Regions from separate parts of the Mus musculus genome. Here region 2 is linked to region 1. Evidence: chromatin contacts called from public HiChIP or PLAC-seq data. All regions are on one chromosome and are shown on one strand. Each heading gives the region's core, a stretch centred on a gene start, on an enhancer-like site or on the middle of the called end of the contact. The rest is flanking DNA. Distances are from core to core; before and after follow the strand shown. Region 1 has its middle 250 kb from the start of Adamts6. Region 2 overlaps Cwc27 (CWC27 spliceosome-associated protein).

Region 1 (6,335 bases), core at 2,646-5,145:
TCTCTTTCAAATTAGTGGCCTATTTTCCTCTAATTGTTATTACATATACATATGTGTATATATTTGTGCGTATGTATTTTCTAATGCATAAATACAACTGTCTTAGTTTTGGTTTCCATTTCTGTGAAAAGACACCATGACCAAGGCAACTCCTATAAAGGAAAATATTTAATTGGGGCTGGTTTATAGTGTCAGAGGTTCAGTCCACTATCATCACGGTGGGAAGCATGACAGCATGCAGGCAGACATGATGCTGGAGTAGGAGCTAAGAGTTCTACATCTGGATCAGAAGGCAACAGAAGGGAACTGTTTCAAACTGAGCATAGCTTGAGTATATATAAGACCTCAAAGTGTGCTTCCACAGTGACACACTTCCTCCAACAAGGTCACATCTCGTAACAGTGCCACTCGTTATGGGCCAACCATTTAGACACAGGAGTCTATGGAGGCCATATCTATTCAAACCACGACACCCTTTCTGGAAAGCTCTTCAGTGACATGACTCAAGACCTTAGAAATACAAACTCTTTGACCAACATCTGTTCTTTTAGGAATTCATCTGGACAAAATAAGATTTTCAAGTGTAGTGGAAGTTTCTTGTATAAGCATATTTATCACAGTATTACTTCTAACAGTAGAAGTCAGAAACCTCACCAGTCAGTGATATAGAAATTGTTAAGTGAATGAGGGTCCTTCTCCTTGCCCAAACTCTATAATATTTTTGTTATTGCTTAGTGATAAAGAATGCTCAAAAAAGAAACAAAAACGAAGAACATAGTATGCAGTGCAATCATAGCAAACATTATAAGCACATTGCACATATATGAGCACTGTATTTCATGAAATAGGATCATAATACATTTCATAATACATAGGAATAAAATTAGGCAATAAAAAACATTGTAGGTCATTGTCTAGGGGAAGAGAGGTTATTTTATTTTTATCTTTTTACTTTCTTGCTTTCCCTACTCCTACAAAATATCCATGAATAGTTTTTACTTTTAAAATCAGAAAAGAACAATGACTTTTGTTAAAGCATTTAAGACCCTTCCACAATTTCCCTCTCTTTAGGTTTAAATTCTTGAATAGACTGAGTCTCTTTACCCTTCCAAATCGTTTCCAACTGCTGGTTATCAGTCATATCAGGCTTCCCTCTGTGAGGTGTCTGTCCTTGCCTGTCTTCCCCTGATGTGGTCTGATTTCCTGTGGAGCACCAGACAGTTTTGGAAACATTCACAGACACTCTCATTTATCCTGCTGAACAACCCTGAAAGGTAAGTATTACAATCCGAACTTTATAAGGAGCAAAAGGGGAGGAATCTGTTTGCAACCAACCCTTTAGCTTCCCCTGTACAAATGATTTGACCCTGGAGCTATCATTTACTTACAGGGTGACTTCAGAGTTCTTTTAAGTCTTAGTTTCTATTTAAGTCTTATCTTCCTCTGTACAAAACTGGGGTGGGGGTGGGGGACACAGCATAAAGACCATGGGGGAAGAATGGGTGTTTAAGATGAGCGGAGGTGAGCTCCACCTATTAGCACAGTGCCTGACGATTATTAGAGCCAGGAGGTCATTCTCTGGATGATGAGCAGAAGTGGCAGGTCTCAGCTCACAGGCCTGAGGCTTAGAAAAGGGAAGCAGAGACAGAGTAAATGCCAGGTGAGAGGGTTCCCACATGGATAACATTTTCAAAAGGCTGTAGTGTGGTGTCTGTTCCTTAATGGACTCACATTTTTTTACTCAACAGTGCTGTACAGAGGTGTTAACTTTTTCTATGGCTTTCCTCGGAGAGGCTAAGGCAACAGTGGCCGCTGGGAGACGGTGTGGCACAATCTGAGGGCCCTTCCATTTTGCCACAAAAGTCCAGTCCCACGAAGCCTAAAGACACCCAATCAGTGGAAAGGATTCTTGGTTTTTATGTCCCAAGAAGAATGTGTAACATTCAGAAAAAGCCCACACCCACATTGTTCTGTAAGCGTCTTCCTTACTAGGCAGTGGGCACCACCAGCTTCTATAAGCCTAGCATTATCAGGAAATAATTCAGAAATGCACACTGAAGGAGTTCTGCTACAAATGGTATTTATTACTTCAAAAGGGAGAATTGTTTTCCCTTTTATGGTATCTAAGATATCCATTTTTTTTTTTTTTGAAACCGTCTTCCCAGCACATTACAAATGACTTCAGAGTTGGGAAATGCTCCTTGCTAGGAAGACAAAGTTTGGTCCCTAAGATCTGATGGGAAGATTGTTTATTTGGGCAAACTGCATTCTTCTGTCAGTGAGGCCTAAGGAGTTTACTATTAATCCCAAATGTAAACCCTACTTAAGAGACACTGCTTACAGAGGGAGACTACTATTTAACTCTGGTGTTCAGAGCACATCTTGTAAACTCCTCCAGAAAAGGAGAGCGCTGCTGTTAGTGGGGAGGCACCTCACGTTGGGAATTCTAGTGGCTGCCTTAGGTGATCTGAACTCACTGCATCTTCCATTTCTACTCCATCAGACTTCCCTCGACTCATATGAGGATTTCTCCTGTAGCTGAACACGTGCCAAGTCTAGAGGGGCAAAGCAAGAGACCGGAAATGGTAGCCGTTCTTCCTGACGTGGGAACTTTTCCCTTTCCTGCTCTCAAGAGTTCCTTTCCAGAGAACCCAAGGGACTGGAAAGGCTGCAACAGTAGGCTCACTAGTCTTCCGAGCAAGGAAGCACTCTGGCCTACTGCAGGGCAGACCCATGCTGGAGGGGCAGGAAGGAGGAAGGAAGCAGAGCTTAGGTCCTTCCTCCTCTTGCCACAGATTCTCTAGGTAGTTCCTTTTTCCTCTCTCCCTTCTCCAAGTCTCCTCCCCTTCCTTCTCCTCCTCCTCCTCCTCCTCCTTCTCATCTCCTTCCTCTCTCTCCTCCCCTCCCCTCTCCTCACCATGCCTCGGGTACTCAAGACACCCAGCTAGAAGAAACCTTGCTCTGTAGTTTCCCTGTACCTAAGTGTTCTTGTAAGTGAAGGGAAAGAAGGAGACACTTCACCCAGAGCAGAGTCCTTAAGAAGGCTGGCAGCAGGATTTGCCAGCCCTGTGGTCTTGCCTCCACCAGGCACTCCGGCTAAGGCCTTTCAAGGTTTCAATAAAAAGTGGAACGAAGCCCCTGGCCTTAGAACGTTCCAGGGCAGCAGGCACGAGCCCCGTCCCACACCCTCTCTGCTTCCTCCTTTGCAGGTCTCTGGACCAAAGACCCGCTACCTCTTATCAACTCTGCTCTTCACAATGGGAACATCCTCCTGGAATTTCTTTAAAACTCTTTTTTAAAAAGTTATTTAGATCTATTTATGTTTTCTGTGTATGAGTGTTTTGCCTGCGTGTATGTATGGGCCCTATGTGCTCAGAGGTCAGAACTCGACATTGGATCCCCTGCGGCTTGAGTTAGGGGATGGTTGTGAGCCACCTCTTCTTTTTCTATTTTCTTCCAGACGCTCAAGGAAGCCCCAGGTGTGTCCCCATGCCAACCTTCTGCGACCCAAACATCTGGGTTCCTCAAAGTCAGTTTAACTTTTAACTTCAGGGCCTTAGAGTAGCAAAGTTGTGTGTTCGCGCGCGTGCGTGTGCGTGTGCGTGCGTGTGTGTGCGTGCGTGCGTGCGTGCGTGCGTGCGTGCGTGCGTGCGTGCGTGCGTGTGTGTGTGTGTGTGTGTGTGTGTGTGTGTGTTCAAAGCTTTAAGAAACAAGACCACTGCTTCCAAAAGGCTCGGGCTTCTGGAGGTTTCTATCCACAGGGTGATAACAGATCTTGAAACAGGATCTTTGTAATCTGGTTCACTTTGCATTTCTCCTCATAAAGCTACACAGTAACAGCCAAGGGCTATGAATACACTTAGGTAGGAGAAGATAGAGAGGAGACATAAAGAGCAGAGCTGTACCCCTGGCGTTGCCTCTTTCTGTAGGCTCTCACAGCCCAGCAGGCCATAGCACTCACGGCAGGCTGCAGCCTAATTCTGTGGGCAGACTGCAGCCTCTCCCCTTTCAAGGTTGTCTTACACAAGCTTAGTTGCAGTTTTCCAGATACTCGGCCTGGTCCTGGGCCACCTTCTCCAGTAAGAGACACCCCTCCCCTTCCTCCCCACCCCAGGATGCGATCTGTCTGTAGCCAACATGCTTTCCAAGTTTTGGAGCAGGCCACCTGGAAATACAGAGATAACCTGGTGAAATACGGGATTTACAGGGGGCCGGGGTGCACTGTGTGGGTGGGTGGGGACAGCGGAGGGGTGTGGCTGCACATGTCCGGCCCTGGATGATGAAACTGGGAGGTAATATATGAGCCCTGGGAGACCACAAGGGGAATACTATGTTCCTCATTGCCTCCCAAGGAAGATGAACATAATGAGCTGGCTGTGTTTCAGAGAAGAGCAATTAAGATGATTAAGGGACCAGAGGGAGTGACTTAGGGGGAGAGATTAAAGGTATTAAGCATGTATACCTTGGCTGGGCTCAAAGCAGAGGGAATGTTGAAACTCCATAAGCACCCTCAGATTATAAACATCAGGAGAAGGGGAATTGTTTCACAGGGTCCCTGAAGGATGTTACTGGAAGTAATGGGACGGAAGCAAAGAAAACAACTACCTGTTGCAGGCAGCTTCCTAACAGAGCCAGACGCCACAAGTGCAGGGTCATAACTAACACTTTGTTTCTTAAAAAACAACAACAACAACAAAAAACAAATAGAAACACAGTATTACAGGGTAGACCTTAGATAGCAGAGACAGATCTCAAAGAGACCAGACGCCTTGAAGGAAAAATTGGTAAAACTAGACAATGATTTTGTTTTTTAGAGTCTCAGCAGGAAAGGCTCCCTGTTCACTGACGTTAATTATTACTTGTTTTAACATAGCATTTGAAGTGTTACTCTGTTGCACGGTTGCCTTCTATAGTGATCTAGCAAGGCTTGTCTCCTTAATACTCTGGAATAGTCCCTCCTTTGTGCATGAAATCCCTAAGCTGTATCTCTTTGCCTTGCCCTACTCCCGAGCTGTTAAATCTTACCCACTTTTTCAAAATCTTCCCCTTTGGGCCTCTCCAAGCGCTTTGTCTCTTCCTAATTTCGGTATGCTCTATCCATCACACACTATTAAGATTAATAGCTAGTATAATGGGTTGTCAACTTGATTGGCTCTGGAGTCAATCGAAAGGCAAGCCACAGGACACTCCTGTGAAGGGATTTTTTTAAAAAATATTTTATTAGCTTTTAGTTTGGTTTTCTCTTTTTTTAAAAAAAAAAGATTTATTTATTTATTATACGTAAGTACAATGTAGCTGTCTTCAGACACACCAGAAGAGGACATCAGATCAGATTACAGATGGTTGTGAGCCACCATGTGGTTGCTGGGATTTGAACTCAGGACCTTTGGAAGAGCAGTCAGTGCTCTTAACCGCTGAGCCATCTCTCCAGCCCCCCTGTGAAGGGATTTTGTCTATCAGATTACTTGACGTAGGTCTACCCACTGTAAGTGTTGGTGGCATGCACTGCGCTTTTCAGTGGCAATCCAGACAAAGGGGAGAAGGAAAATAGAAAGTTTGCTTTTTCTCTGCGTGTCTTCCCACGTGCTGGCAAATTCATCCACCGTTTGCTGTCATTGCTTGTCATGGGTTTAATATGCTTGGCCCCGGGAGTGGCACTATTTGGAAGTATGGCCTTGTTGGAGTAGGTGTGTCACTGTGGGCATGGGCTTTAAGATCTTCATCCTAACTGCCTGGAAGTGAGTATTCTACAAGCAGCCCTCAGATGAAGATGTAGAACTCTCAGCCTCTCCTGTATCATGCCTACCCAAACACTGCCATGCTCCCTCCTTGATGATAATGGACTAAACCTCTGAACCTGTAAGCCAGCCCCAATTAAATGATGTCCTTTATAAGAGTTGCCTTGGTCATGGTATCTGTTTCTAGAGGTAAAACCCTAACTAAGACCTTGTATCTTTAACTGATATTAGAACCAGCTTCTTTGAACTTCCAACATAGACCAGGTTTTTGGGGCCATAATAAAACAACTGAGACATCCAACTCCTGGATTCTTGTATCATGTAAGCCAACCTGATTTCCATAGTATCTGTGTCACTTTACATTTCTGTCACAACATATGAAAATTATTAGTTTTTCATCTCACCTACACTTACTGTAAGTTTTATTGTATTATTATCATTGTAGCCATCTTAGTAGGTCTAATGTGTTGTCCCCCTGAGTAGGTGTTTTGCTTCCTTATTGACTAAGGATTTCTAGCATCTTTTCTTTTTTTTTTTAAGATTTATTTATTTATTTATTTATTTAATGTATGTGAGTACACTGTAGCTATACAGATG
Region 2 (6,335 bases), core at 2,001-4,500, 150 kb before region 1:
CAAATATTTGTTTTGCTACTACTTACTCATTACTGTAGACTAAATAATTTTTCTTGCCTTCAGCAGCATAAATATAGTTTTAGTCCAGACTTTGGTCATCTCAGGCTTAATTTTATGTCTGCTCATGCAATGTCCCATGTGTGTTTCATAATAAAATTGTAAATATTTTATGTTCTATTGAACGGTGAATGAGTCATTGGGCTCAGGTATACAGAAATAATTCTAAAAGAAAAAGATAATGGTATCTGCTAAAGTAAAGAGGGAGCTGCTGTCACAAGATGTAGAACTACACTCTTCTAAAGGAAAAAGCAGAGCCCAAACTCTGAAATGTTTAAAGCAGGCTATCTTGTATACTTCTCAGTATAAACTGGAGATAGCTGTGGTAAAATCATCTATCAGTATGATGATACTTCTTGTTTAAAAGGTCGAGACAAAGAGCGAAGGATGAAATTGATGAATAAAACAACTGTTATACCATATCTCATGTGCTTTTATATGTCTTACTAAGAAAAAAACCCTAAATTTATAAAGTTTTAGGTTTGTATTCAAGTGAATATTATAAAGGAATTGAAGTTGTCAGAATTCTTAACAGAGAAAAAGTGTTTTGTGATTAACTTTTAGAGTGGCAAGCTGCTTGTCATTATACTATGCCATGAAGTATATCACATTTCAAAGTCAAGGGTGGGTAGGTAGTCCTCCCTCTATTGCTATTATCCTGTACAACTACCACTTTTTGTCTTTCCCTCTGCCCTCCTGAACCTTTGATCCTGTGTTTACTAAGCTGTCAATTTCCTCCTGGTCATAAATATTTGTTGCAGTTCTACATGACTTTCTTTGGCATATAGTTGTTCAGAACAAAATTTGTGATACATTTGATCTGAACCGTCACTGGGAGACATTAGGATTTCCTAACTCTAAACAACTGGAAGAAAACTGCTGCTGTAGCTACCAACTCACCTGGTCCATGCTATTTGCTGGCCTGCCCTCTGGCAGCTCCACTGCACAGCTCATGATGCTGGGCCAGCTCCTCTGCTTGGGCGTTGCATCTGCCCCATCGCCTACTTGCAGATGTCATTGTAGTGCTTCTTTCTCTCCTCAGTTTCTTTTGAAATCTGTCAGACTCTATCAGTGCTTTAAAAAACAAGCATTGGTGGATTTCTAAAACTCCAAGGCCCCTCCATGAGTCAACTGCACTCTGAGGATCTGTACCCTGCTATCTTACCATGATCTCATTTCCTTAGGTCTCCTGTGCAGCAGCCTTTTTGCAAACCAGAGCCTTAGGGAAGGCTCATTCCTTCCCTCTCAGGTCTTCCCTTCTCACAGCATCAACTTGTTTAGACTCACGTGCCCTTCCTGGCAAGTCCCAGCTGCCCTTCCCTAAGACACTCTTCTCTTTATTATCTGTCATGCTTTTATGTTATGTGTGTGACTTTTTTTTACCTTCTCCTCAAGATTTTTTTGTCTGCCTTCTTCATTGTTGTTTCTGAACACCTGTAACAATATCTTACCTTCTCTCAAAACCTTTGAAAAGTAAGTTGCATAAATGAATGTTTAACTAGAGTGACTCTAGGCAATTACAGTGTTTCCTTAGATACTTGGTATTCCATTGACTAAGACAAATCAGAATTAGATATAGCAAAGGAGAAGGTAGAATTATTATTACTCAGGCAGGCCCCTGCTTTTAACACATACCCATACTTTAAAAAAAGAACTTGACCCTTTTTAGTTCTTTCCCTTCATGTATCTGTGATAGAAAGAACTGTGGGGGAGCCAGAACAACTGAGGTTTACATAGAGGAGGGAGGTATGTCCAGAGAGGTCTACTGATCTCCCCAGTATCACCAGTCCCTGATGGGTCCTACATTGCCCAAGAATATATGCAACTATACATCAAAATCCAGTGCAAAAATATTTTGTAAAATACAGTAAAATCCTTTTGAGTCAAGAAACTAGGCCTTTCCCCCAGAAAAAAAAAAAAAAATGATTGGTTTATGTCTGTAACTTGAAAAGATATGAGCTGTGTATTTGAGGCTTTAATTTTTCTGTTTTGTGAACTAGATTCTTATATAATAACCAAGAAGTTATTTTCTAATCTTATTTACTAGCAACATATACTTTTTACAGAATTAAATGGAGACTATGTCTTTTGTGGCCAGCTCCCCCGATGTTTTTCCCACATCATCGTCTTCTCAGCCAGCAGTCACTGCTTTCACCACCCATTCAAGTAAAGGACACAGTTAAATACTCAAATCAAACTTAATGAAGGCATTATTTTGTGAGATCATAAATTGACTGATTAACATAAAAGCAATATGATTGCTACTTTTTTGGTTAGCTTATAGAAAGACAACAGATAGTTACAGCATGCTAAACTCCTTTACAGTCTGTGTGTGTGTGTGTGTGTGTGTGTGTGTGTGTGTGTGTAATTCCTTGTCTGATGCTTCAGAATGCATTCTGGGTTCTTAAGGCTCCTTTCAGTGTCTGTTAGGGACCTACTGATCATCGCACTATGGACAAAGAGATCCACAAGATTGGTGGGGAACAGTGATGGCCCCTCAGACTCACTATTCAGTGAAGAAAGCACAGTGGGCATCCTCTTGTACAAACATGAAGTCAGAGATTGGAACAGATGAAAGAGTTGGGTTCTACTCTGAGACTGAACGAAGACATGTGTGTTGGGAAAGAAAGAGGTTTATTGATGAAACTGTTTCCACTTGCCCTTAGTTAGCTTAATAAAACTGTCTTGGGTTAGACTTTTTTTCTGCAATTAGGCAAGCAATTTGATTTCCATCTGCTTTTTATATTTGCAGCATAAGCTGAATGTGGTTTCTGATTGGCATAGTAAGTGGTCAGGCCTGTCGCAGGCTAGGACTTAATTATTTTTGTCTCTGTTACTTAATCTGCCTGATGCAAAAAGACTGAGCAGCACCTTGCTCATCTCAGCTGCGGGCACACACCCAGGCAGCCATTTCTTTCTCTAAGACACAGTTTTCGTGTGCATATTTGAGTGACTTCTTGTACACACATTGGCCATTTATTCAACATTGTTAGAGTCTGGTTTTTTGTTTTTTGTTTTTTTTTAACTTAGAAATGTTTCTGGTATCTGCAGCAGTGATAGTGTTCCAACCTTGTTTCCATGTATCTTCTTGCTGCTGCTTCCTAAAAAGGAAACGTTCCCTCCAGCCAGCCTGTTCCACCTTGTTTCTCATCAGGAGGTTTGGCACAAGTCCAAGTTCTGTCAACACTGTTCCATCAGATAAATAGCTGTTGGTAACACAGACGATGAGGGCAGTGCATGCTAACCAACACCAATGAGCAGCCTAACAGCATTCCTACTACTCTGTCTTAGCCTGCATTGCATTGCTCGGCTGAAGGCCAGTCTAATTCACCTGAACCTTGTGCTGAGGGTCATTCTTGCCCCTGCAAGTAAGAGCATCTGTCTGATAACAGTGGAATCATTTGGATAAGAAATGCAGTCTCTTCTAGTTTTCCTTACAAAATGGTTAGTAAGCTTCTGTTCACGATCTTTACAGAAACGTCTTTGCAGTATGCTCCAAAGCGGAATCAGAACGCAGCAGCGTATCTCCAGGCTTATCATTTGTGCTCGTTCACTGTTAATAGAACTAGACCTTTCCCTTCAGAAGATGCTCTGTAACTGAATCCTGGCTCAGCAGTGATCTTCCAGAAAGCACAAAGCACTCCCTCCAGCTTCCCCCTGTACAAGAGAATTTAGTGTTACATATAAGGTCACAACTGTCATTAGATTTAGAAATCTAACATGATGTCCATTCTGAACATCAGACCACTGCACTGAATCACCTTCTGTGTTATATGATCAGTTTAGCTAAGTCTAATCAGAAAAGCCTTAGTAAAAATTCTTCCATCTCTAAAGCTATGGGCCTCATCAGGTCAGCCAAGTTTTCCTAGGTACAGTTTCCAGACATTCATTTTCTTAAATGCTTTTAATTTGTTAACAAAGTGTAAATTAGAGGGTAGAACTAAGTTTAATTATAGGCAGTAATTTACTGGTGGAACATGAAAGCAGTAGTTTGTCTCAGTCGTCTTTTGTTGTTGTTATTCAATGAAATGGCATAGGCCAGAAAATGCTAGAGTGTATCATATATAGTAAGGTAAATATTGTTTGTGACTTTTCAAAAATTTTTATTGTTAAACAATATAAAGTTGATATCTTTGCTGATAAAAAATAGTATGTCTGTAATTTTATAACACTTAACCTTATACTAGTTTTATATATTATATAGATACTAAATATATAAAAATATATTTGCCATATGCGTCTAGTCAAAAGAATTCAGATGCCACTGGGTTAGAATAAATGTGTAATAGCTCTGTGGTCAACCTAGAAGAATTTACAAGGCACTTCCCTCATCTCTGAAGGAGCTAGCCTCAGCTGGGCAAAACAGTTCTAACTCAAATGAAGTGAGTATCCTGTGACCTATGTCTTAAGATATGAACATCTAACATTCATCATTACACAGTACATTCTTAGTGAGCAGTGTTTTAAGAGCCAAATTTGGTTTGCATATGCACCAGAGGCATACAGATCAGGAGGGGTAAATGTCAAGGATTGTTCTCATTGGGCTAGGCAGAAAAGTATAAAGTCAGCAACAATCCAAAGAGACTTAATTCCATGCCAGGGGTGGGGGGAATACACACACACACACACACACACACACACACACCCCAGTTGTGTATAGTTCTTATGAAATGAGTTCAGGAATTTTTTTTTTTTTTCTGAGACAGGGTTTCTCTGTATAGCCCTGGCTGTCCTGGAACTCACTCTGTAGACCACTGGCCTCAAACTCAGAAATCTACTTGCCTCTGCCTCCCAAGTGCTGGGACTAAAGGCGTGCGCCACCACGCCCAGCCAGAAAATAATTTTATAACCAACTTCAGTTTGGGGTCAGGGACATTTTATTGGGAGAGATTTAAATATCTTACTTTCTAAGTCCATTGCTTTCTGAATGAATTAGATGTCTGAATTAGACTGTAAAATCCTTGGATATCCAGGGGCACATATGCTCTTCGTGTTTGTCTTTTGCATACTTCCCTGTAAGTTTCTAGCCAGAGCTGTATGTCCTACCATGGCCATGTCAGCCACACTGTTTCTGTTGGGCTATTTTAACAATCTGCTAACAGGTTGCCAACAGATTGCTGTTGCTGCCAGTTTATTCTGTGTGTGGCTTTTTTTAAACACAAACATGACCAGGTGTCAATCTCTTTCATAAAGTTCTTTAATGATATCTCATTTCCAAGTGGATGAAGCCCTTTCACCGAATACAAGCCTTACATGGCCTGTACTTTGACTCCCACACAGATCTCATCACTCGCCCAGGACCCTATGCTCCATAAAAAGTAAATTGTTTAACACACAAACCTATTTCATCGCTTGACCTTTGGCCTTATAGCTCTCTCTTCTTGGAAAGACATCTGTATTTAATGAATGCCAATATTCAAGATTTTATTTGAGATCGATCATTTCTCTAAAATGTCTTGCCTTATGCCTCCTAGTCACTAGTCTGTTGATACTCAAAATTTTCTGCATTTTAGAATCTCCTGGAGTTTCTAAAGTCCAGGGTGTAAGATCTAGTTGAACTCCACATGTTCTAAACTGAGATGCACTATAAATGTGATATATACGCCAGATTTTAAAATCTTAAAACCCAAACATCATTAGTAACTCATTAGTATCTCATTAGTAAGCTCATTAGTAACTCGTTAGTAAGCTTACTAGTAACTGTTTTAATTGTATGTTGATGTAATGTTTTTAATATTAGATAATTTTTAATTTTTATAATTAATTTCATCTACTTCATTTTATTTTTTTTAATGTACTCACTAGACTAGACTATTTTAAATTCCACTTGTGGCTTGCATTATAGTTCTATTGATAATGGTAATATAGAATAAATCATAGTTATACTGAATTACAGTCATACATCCATAACATCTCAGTCAGCAAAGGACCACTGTATTAGTCAGCATTCTCTAGGGTAAGAGAACATATAAAATGAATCAGTCTCTCTCTCTCTCTCTCTCACACACACACACACACACACACACACTCACTCATATTCACATACTCCTCTTTAATTCCTCCAAATCTACCTCCCTACCCTTTCCTAACTTTATGTCCTCTTTTTGTTTGTTGGTTATTTGTTTGGTTAAAAATATTTTTTAAAGTTTAATAAAAAATCTGCTAGACTCTTGTTTGTAATAATTCAGAATTTACAAATATTTGAAAAGAATGGCATCCTAATATTGAGGGGTTTTTTTGTTTCTTTTTTTGCAAATACTTTATTCTTCCATTCATGT

What was found. HiChIP or PLAC-seq counts read pairs in DNA pulled down with a chosen protein or histone mark.
Region 2: an H3K27ac HiChIP or PLAC-seq map of embryonic fibroblasts shows a contact between it and region 1, with 2.2 times the contacts expected there. The contact joins two enhancer-like sites. A contact is called at or near these places in 1 of 39 promoter capture datasets (liver), 3 of 484 Hi-C or Micro-C datasets (the 3T3-L1 cell line, nephron progenitors and uterus) and 1 of 115 datasets of contacts at active chromatin or transcription factors (embryonic fibroblasts).

Annotation. Positions count from the first base shown.
Region 1 is chr13:104,538,976-104,545,310 of GRCm38.p6, reverse strand. No RefSeq gene overlaps it. Among named protein-coding and RNA genes, the nearest start is that of Adamts6, 250 kb to the right of the region's middle. Within about 2 kb of position 3,895, at least 60 of the 459 cell types and tissues checked have an H3K27ac peak or open chromatin away from gene starts, as enhancers often do. A contact at or near this core is called in embryonic fibroblasts and uterus, where this site is marked.
Region 2 is chr13:104,691,741-104,698,075 of GRCm38.p6, reverse strand. All of the region lies in intron 11 of Cwc27 (CWC27 spliceosome-associated protein), which reads left to right. Among named protein-coding and RNA genes, the nearest start is that of Cwc27, 120 kb to the left of the region's middle. Within about 2 kb of position 3,250, at least 62 of the 459 cell types and tissues checked have an H3K27ac peak or open chromatin away from gene starts, as enhancers often do. A contact at or near this core is called in embryonic fibroblasts and uterus, where this site is marked.